Regions from separate parts of the Sus scrofa genome. Here region 1 is linked to region 2. The links are chromatin contacts, called in public HiChIP or PLAC-seq maps. All regions are on one chromosome and are shown on one strand. Each heading gives the region's core, a stretch centred on a gene start, on an enhancer-like site or on the middle of the called end of the contact. The rest is flanking DNA. Distances are from core to core; before and after follow the strand shown. Region 1 has its middle 160 kb from the start of ZNF217. Region 2 overlaps ZNF217 (zinc finger protein 217).

Evidence for each region. HiChIP or PLAC-seq counts read pairs in DNA pulled down with a chosen protein or histone mark.
Region 1: an H3K27ac HiChIP or PLAC-seq map of alveolar macrophages shows a contact between it and region 2. The contact joins two enhancer-like sites. A contact is called at or near these places in 2 of 47 Hi-C or Micro-C datasets (embryonic fibroblasts and epiblast stem cells) and 1 of 2 datasets of contacts at active chromatin or transcription factors (alveolar macrophages).

Annotation. Positions count from the first base shown.
Region 1 is chr17:54,790,130-54,794,208 of Sscrofa11.1, reverse strand. No RefSeq gene overlaps it. Among named protein-coding and RNA genes, the nearest start is that of ZNF217, 160 kb to the right of the region's middle. Within about 2 kb of position 2,593, at least 10 of the 83 cell types and tissues checked have an H3K27ac peak or open chromatin away from gene starts, as enhancers often do. A contact at or near this core is called in alveolar macrophages and embryonic fibroblasts, where this site is marked.
Region 2 is chr17:54,613,302-54,617,687 of Sscrofa11.1, reverse strand. ZNF217 (zinc finger protein 217) reads left to right here. Exons shown (of 6, transcript NM_001123217.1): 3 at 3,030-3,146; 4 at 4,371-4,386. Among named protein-coding and RNA genes, the nearest start is that of ZNF217, 16 kb to the left of the region's middle. Within about 2 kb of position 1,702, at least 22 of the 83 cell types and tissues checked have an H3K27ac peak or open chromatin away from gene starts, as enhancers often do. A contact at or near this core is called in alveolar macrophages and embryonic fibroblasts, where this site is marked.

The sequences.
Region 1 (4,079 bases), core at 1,344-3,843, 180 kb before region 2:
AGAGAGGTGCCTTAACTTGCCCACATCACATAGCTGGTTAACAGAACCCAAGATCAGCTGAACCTTTGCTCTTTAAGACCCTTCATGAAAATCTTACACTTACCAGTAAGAATCCCATTAAAAATAAAAATAACTTCCCAGCTAGGCAATTAAATTCTTAATTAAAAACATAGTGATGGGGGATAATGTGAAAGAAAAGAATGTATATATATATATATATATATATGTATAACTGGGTTGCTTTGCTGTTCAGCAGAAATTGACAGAACATTGTAAATCAACTATAATAAAAAAAAGTTTTAGGAGTACCATCCATGAGGACGCAGGTTCGATCCCTGGCCTTGCTCAGTGAGTTAAGGATCTTGTGTTGCCATGCGATGTGGTATAGGTCGCAGATGCGACTCAGATCCTGCGTTGCTATGGGTGTGGTGTAGGCTGGTGGCTATAGCTCCAATTTGACCCCTAGCCTGGGAACCTCCGTATGCTGCAGGTGCAGCCCTACAAAGACAAAAAAGCAATTTTTTTTTTAATTAAAAGAAAACCACATATCAGTGAATGAAATAAGACAGTAAAGCATGTAACATCATGCCAGGCATTTAATAACTGCTCACTAACGGTTAGTCATGACGATGAGCCAGAGATCTTCAAATACAAATGTATATGTATGGTATGTGTTTGAAGATATCTTAAATTGACAGTGTAGGGGTGAGGGATACCCGTCAACCTATATTATTTGGCTTCATAAAGTTTTTTGAATGTTTCCAACAGCTCCAAATTGGGACATTCATTGCACATGAATAATCCAGATACATGGCATCTCCCGGAAAACTGGCGCCTATGGGCTGGAACTATGGAGCCACTGACCTCATAAGGCAGCGTGCGTCCTTTCTGGTTCACCACAGACTCTGGCCTGAAGTAAGGCCTGTGGGTTTGCCGTTTCTCGCTGGTGGTGAAGAGAGAGAACTCTGGAGTGAAATAACAAGTCTTAGTTCTTGGCATTGCCTCTTCCCAGCTGGGTGGCCTCGGGCAAATCAGTTCACCTTTCTGAGTCTCTCTTCTGGAGCTGTGGCGGTGCTCCAATAAGGTGATCTTCCTAAAAGCATTTAGCACTGTGCCTAATAGACAGCTTTCAATCAGAGTTAGCTCTTACTCTTGTTACATGTGGGAGGCAGAATAATGGCCCCCTAAAGATGTCCACATGCTGATCCCAAAACCTGTGAGTATGGTACCTTCTGTGGCCAAAGAGATGTTGCAGGTGTGATGATGTTAAGGATTTTTAAATTAGAGATTATCTTGGATTATGGGGGGCGGGGGTGGGAGTCCAGTGTCATCACAGGGTCCTTGTAAGTGAAAGATGGAGGAGATGTGATGATGGAAACAGAGGCTGAAATGATGCTCTTTGGAGATGGAGGAAGGGACCATAATTTCAAGAAACTTGGAAAAGCCCAGGAAGCGCATTCTCCCCTGCAGCCTCCAGAGCGACACAGCCCGACCGACCCCTTGACCTTAGCCAGTGAAACCCATTTTGGATTTCATTGTAAGATAATGAATTTGTCCTTTTTTTAAGCCACCAAGTATGTTGCAATTTCTTACAGCAGAAATAGGAAACTAATACATTAGGTTATTTCCTCCTCACAACAGTTCTGTGAGGTGTACCTGTTTTCCGTATTCTGCAGGAGAAATAGGCTCAGTAAAATTTAGAAAATTGCAGGAGAGTGCTGGAGCCCAGGGTCAATTCCCAGTCTTTCTGAAGCCCCAGTGCAACTTCTCTCCTTATGCCTCCCAATTATCTACAGTCTTTCAGCTCCTACTTGAATGAGCCCAGAAACAGAAATACCCTTGCTTCCTGAGGCTACTCTTTCGATGGCTGAATAGGATTCACCGTTATGTCTTCCATATACTGAGCCGCTTTCTGCTACACTCTGCAATACTTAGTTATAAGTGAAGCCACCCAGTTGGGCTGGTGGAAGTAAAGGGGAATGGGGATTTATAACAAGGTCACAAAGATAGCTCACGAAGCCCATGTCCAGAAAGGCATTTTGGCTTTTGGAAGAAATGGGGGAGTTCCCATCGTGGTGCTGCGGAAATGAATCCAACTAGAAACCATGCGGTTTGGGGTTCGATCCCTGGCCTTGCTCAGTGGGTCAAGGATCCGGCGTTGCCGTGGGCTGTGGTGTAGGTCACAGACGCAGCTTGGATCTGTGACCTACCATTGCTATGGCTGTGGTGTAAGCTGGCAGCTGTAGCTCAGATTAGACCCCTAGCCTGGGAACCTCCGTATGCTATGGATGCGACCCTAAAGAGCAAGAAAGAGAAAGGAAAAGAAAAGAGAAGCTGAAAAGAACCCAGCCAGAGAAGACCCTCTCTCTTCCATCTCTGCCTCTTTGCATTTCTGTGCAGACTGATTTTCTTGGCTCCTCCATTGCCATGGTGGCAAATGCCTGTCCCGTAGTTACACAATTTACTACAGGTCCCATCATACGGAGAGGCAGACTGGCAGTCCCCAAGGCAAATTCCACATTCCCCAGGGCAAGGATCAGTGCCTCCAGTTTCCAGCAGACATCCACCGCTTGTCCCATCAGCTGGCAACAGAAAGGCAGGGTTGTAAAGAACAAACATGGCTTTCAGGGACTCGCCGCACTTGACAGTGGACTTGGGGTGCACAGGGGAGGGGTGGAGGAACTGTCATGAACTGAGCTGACACCCCAAGAGGTATCACATTTATTTCCCCAATGTTTGCCAAAAAAGCAATAGAGATAGGAAGGCAGCTTCCTCCATGTGGAAGACCTTTGGGGCTTTTAAAAAGCTCTCTCTTCCCTTGCGGTCAGCTCCTTTCCTGGGAAACATCGCTAGATCCTCCAGTCATGCCTCGCTAGGACAGTTCCCAGATGACTCATCAACCTGACCGCTCCCCCAGCCCTCAGCTGTGCTCCTTTGCAATGTCCCGTTCAGATTTGTAATTTGTCTCCATAACTAACCTCCCTTCTCCGAATGTGGGCTGCCTGGCTCATTGAAATTGTTTTCCTCCTTTACCTTCCTTAGACCCACAAGGCATGTACTGACTCTGTTAATGCAGCCTCAGATCATTTCCTTGGCAGCTGTCTCCATCTGGCTCAAATTGAGCTTGTGGCCAACTAGAAGCCCTAGATCTACTTCCCAGGAACTGCTGTCTGGCCAAGTCTCCCCATTCCCAGACTTCAATAATTGATGCCAGAATCCACATCCATCTCTGGGAAATATTCTCTTACTTCTTCCATTTCTTCATTTGGTGCTAACCAGAGACCATTGTGAATCTTGATCCTATTATGTCAGTTTTTTGTCTCCTAGAGATTCCATCAGTATCCTTTCATTTTTCAGTCCTGAACCAAAAAGATATCCAGAATAGACCCAAGTCAGTGCTCCATGGCACACCAATGGACACGTCCTAAGTTGCCATGGCTTTATTAATCAACATTAAATATACTGAAAATATATGCTGCAAGTATTTTATGTTCTTATATTCCTGGAAAAGGAAGGGTGGCTCCATGAATTCCTCAAATGTTTTTGATGCTTAATTTTTATAAGGAGAGAAAAGATCCAACATGTTTATAATACAGGACATCAAGAATACAGCAAAACCTCTGGAAGTCTTTAATTCAGATGAGTCACGCTAACCACCAGGACTTACTAAGATTATTGAACCTGCTTCTCACATCAACCCAGAGGTATTCATAATTCCCATTTTGTGGCTATGTAACCAAAACTGCACAGAAGTAAGTTGCAGAACTAAGATTTGAAGGAAAGCTGTTGACAGCATAAGTGCTTAATCCTAACACCAGGAGTGGGCATATTTTTTTCAGATCAGGCCGTAAATATTTTGGGCTTTGGGGACCACCCAGTGTCTGCCTTTGTAGAGTGAAAGTTGCCGTACATAAAACATAAATAATGGACATGGCTGTGTTCAAATAAAACTTTATTTACAAAAGCAGGTGGTGCCCCCATTTGCTTCCCAGGTGGTCGTTTGTCAATCCATCCTAGGACGTTCTTCCTTCCAAATCTGCATGGCAAAATCCTACTCCAGTATGTGGCTCAAATGTGAC
Region 2 (4,386 bases), core at 453-2,952:
TTGAGTTTCCTGGGACACGGGAGAACCTAGCACTTAGCTTGCTTAAAATAGTCCCTTTCCAGAAATCTAGGAAATGCGTTATGGTGTCTTAATGACATCATAAAAATGACTTTAAACACAGACCTCCAGTCTTCAAGTGGTTCCTCTTAGTGTCAGTGCTGTTGGTGGGCCTGCAGTGATGGGGAGATAATGAGGCCTTCGAGATGCCCCAGTGCCCTGAAAGAAGAGGGCGGGCTGGTCTCATCTACCAGGTGGTATGGGCAGAAGAACTGGATGGCAAACTTGGGCCCAGCCAGCAGGCAGATAGAATAGCCCATAATAGCTGGGGGCACCAATACTTGCATCGCGTCTGGTTCTACCAGGGTATTGTTCTGTGACCCATTACGTGTTGCTTAACCTTTCTTTGCCTGATTTTCCTGTTTGTGAGATTGGTTCATCGACCCTTGTCTTCCACCACCCAAGGATGATTTCAACTGCCTATTTATAAAAAGTCCTTTGGAGGACAGCACAACAAAGTCAAAGGTGATGCTTAGGAGCAGGAAGCAGGTAGATGTGGACATTTCATGTCCTTCGTGTTAGAATAAAGGCATTTCATAACCTTTTGGATATGATGCAACATATCATGAATCCTGACACATAGTTGGAAGTAGGAAATTGCAAGGAAGTGCAAGTCCAGTTACAGACTCAGCTGCTTGGGAGGGATTGTGAGAAAGAGAGCTGGGCATTCTGCGTTAGGATATGGATTTTCCTGAAGTCATGTTATGATGTGAGCTGCTCTAGGGTTACCTTATTGTTATTTACTGTCAATCTGGCTTTCTTTAGGTTTATTTTAAAGAAGATGAAAAAGCAAAATATATTTTTATTCTTTTCAGTGTTTATAAATACAAGGTTTCGTAGTAGTTTTGATGTCAATTATTTTTTAAAGTCTTCATGACAGCTTTTTATTTTATTTTTCCTTTTCATTTTATTGAAATATAGTTGGTTAACAATGCATGACACCTTTTTAGACCAAGGGCTGCCTCTGCTGCTTGGAGTTTAGAGGTTTAGAGGTGGATACGTTGTCCTCAGGGAAGTTTAGGGGCCACAGATTAAACAGTCCTGTATTAATTGTAGCTGGAGGCTCACTGTGGTTTGCTTATAAGCTGCTTTTTAAAATCAGTAAATCTGTAAATCTAGACTGCAGAATGCGGAAGGAGCCAGGAAGAGGCCATTTGGTTGGAAATTATAGTTTTTCAAGGCAAAATGACCAGTTATGGTAAATTTAAAGAAATGACCTGACTTCTGTTGTAAGGCTGTTGTAATGTATGTAATGTGGCCGACAGTAGGAGGAGGGCCACTAGGACTGAAGTGCTCGTATTTGGCTGAGCGGATGCTGAACTGCAGCATCTCTGAGGTCAGGGAGGGCTGGTGTGGGAAGTACAGTCTATTCCTTTCCTTGGTGTTCCCAGTGGGCCTTTATTTACTTCCTTGCACACCGGCTACACTGTCTCGATCACCCTGCAGAGTGAAGATTAACTTGACTTTGTCATGCGGGGACAGATTTTAATTCTACAGGTCCATTTTGCCCACGTGTGTGCTTGTGGACCATACAGTCTGCTTTCCAAAGCAGCGCTCGATTTTGACAAACTTTCCTAGGTGTTTGCCCAGGATCGAACTTTTAATTTTCCGTAAAGATTAAGCTGTGCTTGCTACCCTCTAGTGGTGACTTGCCTCAGCTTAAGATGAAAACCTTCCTCTGGTGGGTGGGAAAGTTGGTGAGTTGTATTGGCGCAGTTTTCTAAACCCCTGTTCTGGAGAGGCTGGTTAGTCCAGCCCGTATGCAGGTCCTGCTTGAGTTTGCCAGATTCTGCTTGTCTCAGACTTGTTGGGAGAACAGGAAACTGTTCGTGCCTCTCAGTCTGTGTGATCAAGCACATGAAGAACTGAATCTTTAACAGTGAACTCTGCTATGCTCAGAAAAAAAAAAAAACCTGACTCACACATACTGTGATAACTACAGGCAACCTCAGAACAACATCTGGCGTGTTTTTAGCCTTTCTCGTTTACCCCAACACCTAACATAAAAATTATTTTGTACTTTCCAAAAAATGTTTCTATCATGAATGTTTTTCTTTTTTTAAAATTTTATGATTTTTATTTTTTCCATTAGAGTTGGTTTATAGTGTTCTGTCAGTTTCTGCTGTACAGCAAGGTGAACCGGTCATGCATATATATATATACACACATCCTTTTTCTCACATTATCCTCCATCCTGCTCCATCTTAAGTGACGGGATATAGTTGCCAGTGCCATACAGCAGGATCTCATTGCTTATCCACTCCAAAGGCAATAGTTTGCATCTATTAACCCCAGATTCCCAGTCCATCCCACTCCCTCCCTCTCCCCCTTGGCAACCACAAGTCTATTCTCCAAGTCCATGAGCTTCTTTTCTGTGGAAAGGTTTGTTTGTGCTGTATATTAGATTCCAGATATAAGCGATATCATATGATATTTGTCTTTCTCTTCTGACTGACTTCACTTAGTACGAGAGTCTCTAGTTCCATCTGTATTACTGCAGTTGGCATTATTTGTTCTTTTTTATGGCTGAGTAGTATTTCATTGCGTATATGTACCACATCTTCTTAATCTATTCATCTGTCGATGGACATTTAGGTTGTTACCATGTCTTGGCTATTGTCAATAGTGATGCAGTGAACATACAGGTGCATGTGTCTTTTTCAAGGAAAGTTTTGTCCAGATAGATGCCCAAGAGTGGAAATGCTGTGTCCTTTGGTAGTTCTGTATTTAATTTTCTGAGGTACCTCCATACTGTTTTCCATAGTGGTTGTACCAGTTTATATTCCCACCAACAGTGTAGGAGGGTTCCCTTTTCTCTCCACCCTCTCTAGCATTTTTTGTTTGTTGACTTGTTAACGATGGCCATACTGACAGGTATGAGGGTGGTACCTCTCATGAATATTTAAGTCAGCTTGCCCTTTTCACATATTAGAGCTGTCTTCTTATATGAATATTTTTGTTTCTATTTTAAGATAAAAATGATGATGGAGGAAAAATAAAGCATCTTACATCCTCAAGAGAATGTAGTTATTGTGGAAAGTTTTTCCGTTCAAATTATTACCTCAATATTCATCTCAGAACGCATACAGGTAAGGAACTTCGTAGATTTTTTTTTTTTTTTTTTTTTTTTTAGGGCCACACCAGCATATGAAAGTTCCCAGACTAGGGGTCAAATTGGAGCTGTGGCTGCCGGCCTATGCCAGAGCTACAGCAACGCCAGATCTGAGCCACATCTGTGACCTACACCACAGCTTGTGGCAATGCTGGATCCTTAACCTACTGAGGGGGAGGCCAAGGAACGAACCCGCATCCTCATGGATACTAGTTGGGTTCTTAACCCGCTGAGCCACAACAGGAACTCCTGTAGATTTTTTTTTTTTTCCCCACAGCGTGTGTTCGTTCAGAGGATTATGATGTAGTTCTGTGTCAGATTTTTGTTGTCAGATCGTCTCCTAGACCTTTGGAATAGCCTGAGATGGAGTATGTAGTGTCGACTGTAGCTGTCACTTTTGATTCCATTAAGTGTCATTGTCTTGAATTGTTCCTGTGTTCAAGTAACTTAAGTTCTGATTTCATTTCCTTTTCTCCCCTTTTTTCTTTTTTAGCCACGGCATGTGGAGAAGTCCTGGGCCAGGGTCAGATCCAAGCCACCGTTGTCCCCTATGCCATGGCTAAGGCAATGCCAGATCTTTAATTCTTTGTACCCCGCCAGGGATTGAACCTGCGTCCTGGCATTGCAGAGATCCTGCTGATCCTGTTGTGCCACGGCAGGAACTCCAAAACTGCTTTAGTATTTTTTAATGCCGTAGTGGGTTTCTTTGTATTAATTTTTATGATTTAAAATGAATATATTTAATAGTCTTTTTTTTTTTTTTTTTTTTTGTCTTTTTTGGGCCATACTTGAGGCATATGGAGGTTCCCAGGCTGGGGGTCAAATCAGAGCTGTAGCTGCTGGCCTCCACCACAGCAGTGCCAGATCTGAGCTGCATCTTCAACCTACACCACAGCTCACAGCAAGGCTGGATCCTTAACCCACTGAGCGGGGCCAGGAATCGAACCCGAGTTCTCATGGATACTGGTTGGGTTCGTTCCCACTGAGCCACAGTGGGAACTCCCTTTTTCATTTTTAAAGGTGTATGTTCCTATTTTCAAATATTCAGTGTGGAAGGGGTGATGAAACAGACGACTCTTGGCAGATGTTGGGTTGGAAGATTAATGGACAGAAAGGGAAAAGGAAGACCCGCATTTCCTCTGTCTCTTCTATTTCGATGCTTTCCCTAAACTTTGTAACAGAGTGACCTTTCTTGTTGTAGGTGAAAAACCATACAA